Regions from separate parts of the Mus musculus genome. Here region 1 is linked to region 2. Evidence: chromatin contacts called from public promoter capture Hi-C data. All regions are on one chromosome and are shown on one strand. The core of a region is the stretch at or near the end of the contact, and the rest is flanking DNA. Distances in the headings are between cores, read along the strand shown.

What was found. Promoter capture Hi-C pulls out the DNA fragments that hold promoters and counts their contacts.
Region 1: a promoter capture Hi-C map of pre-B cells shows a contact between it and region 2. The contact joins the promoter of Nfkbid here to the promoter of Nr1h2 in region 2. A contact is called at or near these places in 3 of 39 promoter capture datasets (cranial neural crest, maxillary cranial neural crest and pre-B cells).

Annotation. Positions count from the first base shown.
Region 1 is chr7:30,421,919-30,425,047 of GRCm38.p6, reverse strand. Nfkbid (nuclear factor of kappa light polypeptide gene enhancer in B cells inhibitor, delta) reads right to left here and starts at 1,773. Exons shown (of 11, transcript NM_172142.4): 1 at 1,545-1,773; 2 at 1,353-1,413; 3 at 597-808. The coding sequence starts at 602.
Region 2 is chr7:44,552,482-44,555,411 of GRCm38.p6, reverse strand. It overlaps Nr1h2 (nuclear receptor subfamily 1, group H, member 2), which reads left to right and starts at 1,447. Exons shown (of 10, transcript NM_001285517.1): 1 at 1,447-1,603; 2 at 1,704-1,833; 3 at 2,658-2,715; 4 at 2,792-2,905. The coding sequence starts at 2,676.

The DNA.
Region 1 (3,129 bases), core at 524-3,023, about 14 Mb after region 2:
TTTTGAAAGAGGATCTCACTGTGAAGTCCAGGCTAGGCCTGAACTTGAAGCATTTCTGCCCCAGAAGTCTGACTGCTGGGCATGCACTACTATGCCCAGCTTGTTTTAGTTTCTGCTTTGCTACACTACCTAGGTTAGTTTCAACTCATAACTAACTGGCTTCAAATAATGATGCTCTTGTCTCCGCCTCCCAGTGCTGATATTACAGGCATAAGCCAGTGCACTTGGCCCAGGATGGGATCTTAAACCAGTCCCTGACATCTCAGAATACTGAGATTCTCTACTCTCCATCCCTACCTCATGGAGACTGAACCCCATGGCCTCACACATGTGAGGAAAGAGCTGGACCACAGAGCAAAACTCCCAATAGTCTTTCTGTTTTCCACTTATTTTTTCCCTTTATTTAGGAAAAAAAAAAAAAAGGTCCTATTATTGTGGCTAGGGCAATCTAGAACTCATTCTGTAGCCCAGGTAGGTCTTGATCCTTCTACCTCTGCCTCCGGAGTAGCTGGGATGACAAGCCTGCGCCACTAGGCTCAGCACCACTGAGAAGTTTTTAGGGGCCCTTAAGCATCTGTCCCCACCCTATAGTTTACCTCCATCACCAGGGGAAATGGGCCTGACCGGCCTGGGTCTGACGGAGGGTAGAAATCAGGAGTCAGGAAGCCTTCAGAAGCAGAGAATGGGAAAGAGCCCTCTGTATAGGTAGCATGGATGCTAGGGTCCCAGTCTGCAAAGCCTGAAGGGGGAGCCAGGTTGCCAGGTCCGGAATCCACAGTCTCTTGGAAGGCAGGGAAATGAGTATGGCCTGAAACAGAGAGGGTGGTCAGAACCAGCCTGTTATTACAGCCTGGAGACATGGCCAGGGAAGGTAAACCTGGAGTCTCCAGAGGTCCTGAGACACTGAGGAGCTGGGTCCTCCAGTCCTGGGGCATCAGCAAGCTGCGATGCCAGGCCTACTGGATCTCAAGCAACTGGGATCTGAAGTCCTGGAGTCTTAAACCCTGGATGCTTGAAGGACACTATTCATGGACTACTGGGCTACTGAAAACCAACGTCAAATTCCAGGGGTTTTGGTTATAAGACAAGGTGTCTTAGATAGCTCTAGGTGGCCTGGAACTTGCTAGTAAAAAAAAAAAACCACATGACCTCAAACCCAATGGCAATCCGCCCCCCCTCAACTCCGGAGTACTGGGAATATAGACATGTGCAACGATGGCAGGCTGGTCATCAAAATTTCCCATATGGCTCAAGAATAATGAGAGCTGCCTGACTCCTCGGTCCCCAAAGGTCTAAGAGCTGGGATGCCTGAGTCTAAGAGAAGCTGGGCTAGGAGCTAACTTTATTCTTACCTGGCTCTGCCTCATTCACAGATGGAGTCAGTGGCTGGACCAGAGGAGGGGAGAAGTGTCCCTGCAATGTAAAGGAAATGAATTTATGAATCTGGAAGATTCTTCCAGGTCTGTCCCCCACCTGCAGAGCCTCAGAGTCAGGACTACAACTCCCATCTCCCCCAGCGCACATGGCGACTTCCAGAGACTCACCGGCACCCCAGCAGCCTCTGGCTGCTGCTGTCGGCGCCTCTGTTCTTCCAGAAGCTTCTTTACCGTCTGTGTTGGGCAGTGACTACGCTCAGGCCGACTCACTGTGTGTGGGAAGACAGAAGGAAGTCATCAGGAATGTTTAAGTCACCCGAATGCAGCCTCGGTGGCAGCGGTGGGTGGCTGGGAGTGCATGTGGGCGCCCTCCTTTCCTTCGAGCGAGCTGGAGAACTACAAAGCCAACAGAAGATGTTGAGTGCAGGGCCCCGCCTCCGCCATTTCCTTCCTTTTCCTCCACGCTTTTCCTCCGCACCAACTTTCCACCACCGTAGTGGAAACTGAGGAAGTGGGGAGGCTAGCACTTCTCTGAAGCATCTATCTTCTCCGGAGACACCGGGCTCCTCGGAAGCACCACCACATCCGTTAAAAATCCCAACCTAGGCGACCAGGTCCTAACACTAGGAGTGGAGGACTGGGGTTTGCTAATCTCAACTTCCCGAAAAGGCATTTCCAGGTTCCCAATATCTCTGTTTTAACTAGGAGTAGAGGCACACCCCTGCAATCCCAGCGAGGTGGTGGCAGAGGGTCAGGTGTTAAGGCCAGACTCATCTATAAACGAAGTGAGAGGCCAACCTGGACTACCTGAGACCTCTGTCTCAAAACAACAACAAAATGTTTCTCTGTTCTAGAATCTGACATGTGGGGCTGGGCGCAAGGCTGGGTGGATGGTAGAACGTAAGCCCAGAGTCCTCAGCACAGGAAAGGGTGAGTTGCTCCTCTCCAAGTCTTGGGATCACCACTCTTGCTCTAGCCTCTCTGCCAGGATCCACCAAATCAGTAGCGGTGTAGTTCCTCAATGATCCAGGGATCTGGAGTCGCAAAGCTCCCGCCCCCACCTCGGCAAACTTGGGAATAGCAGGGACCAACCATCCCGGAGATGCCCCTGTATCCCATTGGCACAATCCATTCACCCAGAACCCAAGAGTACAGACCCTCAGTCTCCTCTGAGACCTGAAAATCCGGTTCCCTCGACCCAAGAAGAGCAAATCCCCAGCCCAGACTTCCCAGCTCAGACTCCAGCGCGAGAAGGGTTAAAGTCAGCCGAGGACTGACTCGGAAACCCTCGAGACGAGACGCCGCGCGCTGACGTCACGGCGCTAACGCAAGGGAATCTTCCACCTCCCAGTTCCGCTCCGCACGCGCGCGCCGCAGGTGTCTGGCTCGGAGGCGGGGCACGCAGCGAAGCGCGGCGCCCGTGGAATCCCCGCGCACGGGGAATTCCTGTTCGGCCCGGGCACCCTGCACCAGTGGTGCTCTGGGAAGTCCCAGGGCGGGGCTGCTCTCTACCAGAGTGGACTCCTGAGGTCCAGCGCCCGACCTTCGAGGCCCAAACCTGCGTCCATAACCGCAATTTCAAGGATGCAATGCAGCCCCTCCTTGGGTGAAGGAGTCCGGGTCACTTCGTCCTCTTAGAGAACCCCCGGTATCAGGCCTCTCAGTCCTTGCACCCCAACTCCCAAGGATGTCCAACACTCCCAAGGACTCAGAAGTCCAGGATCCCAGCCTCTCCTCTTCAACGTCCAGAATC
Region 2 (2,930 bases), core at 198-2,697:
CTGCCTTGCAAAACAAACAAATCAACAAGAACAACAGTGGCCGGGCGGTGGTGGCGCACGCCTTTAATCCCAGCACTTGGGAGGCAGAGGCAGGCGGATTTCTGAGTCCGAGGCCAGCCTGGTCTACAAAGTGAGTTCCAGGACAGCCAGGACTATACAGAGAAACGCTGTCTCGAAAAAACCAAACCTAAACAAAACAAAACCAAAACAACAACAACAAAAAACAAAACAAAACAAAACCAAGAACAACAGCAACAAAAGTTAAGTAAAAGCAAGAATTTGTGCTTAATAAAGATTCCCAACTGTCCATAAGTGGGGAGTGCGGAGAAACAATCTCTGAATGTTTTCCATCTGAGATTCACACAAGTATTTCAATCTTTTGTGAAAAAGCTGGTATTATTACTTTTATGGGAGAGGGGTTGAGGCTACTTGTTTATTCACATTTAGCTGATGGCCAGGTCTCACTTCCTAGCTCAATTTGGCTTCCAACTAAAAGCAATCCTCTTGCCTTGCCTGGGTCTGTTTGCTTATTGCAGGCATGGGTCTGCACCCAATTTGCCTTTTTTATATTTACTTCTTCCTATTATGAAGCTGAATGCAAAAATAAATTCTTGTATAAAAAAGTTCCTGGGCTGGAGAGATGGCTCAGCAGTTAAGAGCACCAATTGCTTTTCTGAAGGTCCTGAGTTCAAATCCCAGCAACCACATTGTGGCTCACAACCATCCGTAATGAGATCTGATGCCCTCTTCTGGTGTGTCTAAAGACAGCTACAGTGTACTCACATATACATAAATAAATAAATCTTAAAAAAAAAAAAAAAAGTTCCCGAGGCGGGGACATCAAGAGAGTCCAAAGTGAACAAGATCCAGAATCAGGACATGTGAGGAGGAGGAGAAGGAGAAGGAGAGAGAGGCGAGCCAGGAGAGTAAAGGACCCAGTAACCAAATCGGCTGGATTATAAAGGGAAGGGCAGCCCAAGCCCTGAGCTGGAGAAGTTTAAGGTATGAAAAGCCTTTAAGCTTTTTAGGCTTAAAACCATCCTGTAACCATCTTGCCATCTCCAAATTTAAAATATTTAGAACCAACATACAGGGCTGGAAGAGGAGCTGCTACCGCAATAATGGGGAGGTAAAGGCAACAGGCTCAGAAGTTTAAGGCCACCCTTGAAATAAGAGATCCTGTCTCAAAATCAAGACAAAAATTTTTTTAAAAAGCAGCCATGCAGCACCGCTACAAAAGTAGAGAACTTTAAACTACTCAAAAAGGTTAAAACCTGCTTCGTTAGCCACCTGCGAAAAGAAACGAAAGAACTTTCCGGAACTTTTTTCTGAGTCCCAGAGGGGAACTACCAGAAGAAATAAACTTCCGGTGTGCCACTTCCGGCCGAGGCCTCACAGTCGGTGGCGCCCTGGCAGACCGGAAGTCTGTCACCTTTCCCGGTCCGCCTACTTCCGGAAGTGACGCGCAGCGGGGTTGCCGGAAGAAGTGGCGAAGTTACTTTTGCTTTTCGCTCAGCAAGCGCTGTTGCTTCGAGCTACTCCCAGGCTTCTGAAGTTACTTCCAAAGTGCTGTGGAGGCACAATCACCGGTGCGGACACAGAGGCAAGTGCGCCGGGCGGCCGGGCAGGTGGGACTGAGCCCGGTACGCGGATCGCCGTGGGTCCCGCTTAGCGCGCGCATCCTTCCCTCACTTTCCTCGCAGCTCTCGCCTCCCACGGCCGTTTCCAGGGCAACAGAGTCGGAGACCCCCTGCGACCCCCCTCCCGATCGCCGGTGCAGTCATGAGCCCCGCCTCCCCCTGGTGCACGGAGAGGGGCGGGGCCTGGAACAAGGTGGGCGTGACTCTACGGGGCGGGGCGTAGGGAAAGCCTATGGTTGGTGGGCGGGGGCGGGACACAGATGGGCAGAAGGCCTGCTGTAGATAGTCTGTGATTAAAGGCTTTTGATTCTTGGGGCGGGGCCTAGACCACTGTTGGGGGGGATTGGGAGGGGCAGAGGCATGGAGGGCGTGGCACAGTGAAGACCTATAATTGGCTTTGGGGGAATGAGAGGGGCGGAGCCTAGGAGGAACGGGGCGGAATTTGGGTTTCTGCTCCAGAGTGGGAAGGGGTGGGGCCAGGGACTTGATGGGATGGGTAGGGTCTGGGGTCTGTATTGGGGTGCGTTAAAGCCTTGAAGGAGCCTATGGTAGAAGGGTAATGGTTGCGCCCTGATGGGAGAGGCGGGGCAAAGTTAGGATCTCCCATGATAAGAGCACAGTTGGTGCTCACAGAAGAGGAATAGAGTTGTTGGGCTCTCTGAGGTCATGATTCGTAGAGAGGTGGAAGGAGCAGTGGGCCGGGTTGGGCATGTTAAAGTGTGTGATGTTTATTAGGAACTAGGGCTGGGAGTGGGGGCTCAATATAGAAGTTAAAAACACTGAGGTGTGGCACAGTCTTGTAATGGCAGCACTTGAGAGGCCGAGGCAGGAGTGCGGAAGATCCCAGGACAGCCTAGAGTAGTGTGTTCCAAGATTTTGGAGGTGGTTCAAGCTGTTCAGCCACATAGTTCGGGTAGCCTGAGCTGTATGAGATCATGTCTCAAGAGTCCGTGAGCACTGGAAGAAGAGACACCCCTATTATGCCCTGTAATTGGCTGGCTCCCCTATGTTCAGCAGGCTGCTTCGTGACCCACTATGTCTTCCCCCACAAGTTCTCTGGACACTCCCGTGCCTGGTGAGTGACGGGCTTTCCCTAGCCAGCCCCTTCCACAGTGTTGGAGAAGCTCACTGTCCTGTCTTCCTTTTCCTAGGGAATGGTTCTCCTCAGCCCAGTACCTCCGCCACGTCACCCACTATTAAGGAAGAGGGGCAGGAGACTGATCCTCCTCCAGGCTCTGAAGGGTCCAGCTCTGCCTACATCGTGGGTGAGATGGGGAGACAGGAACAGGG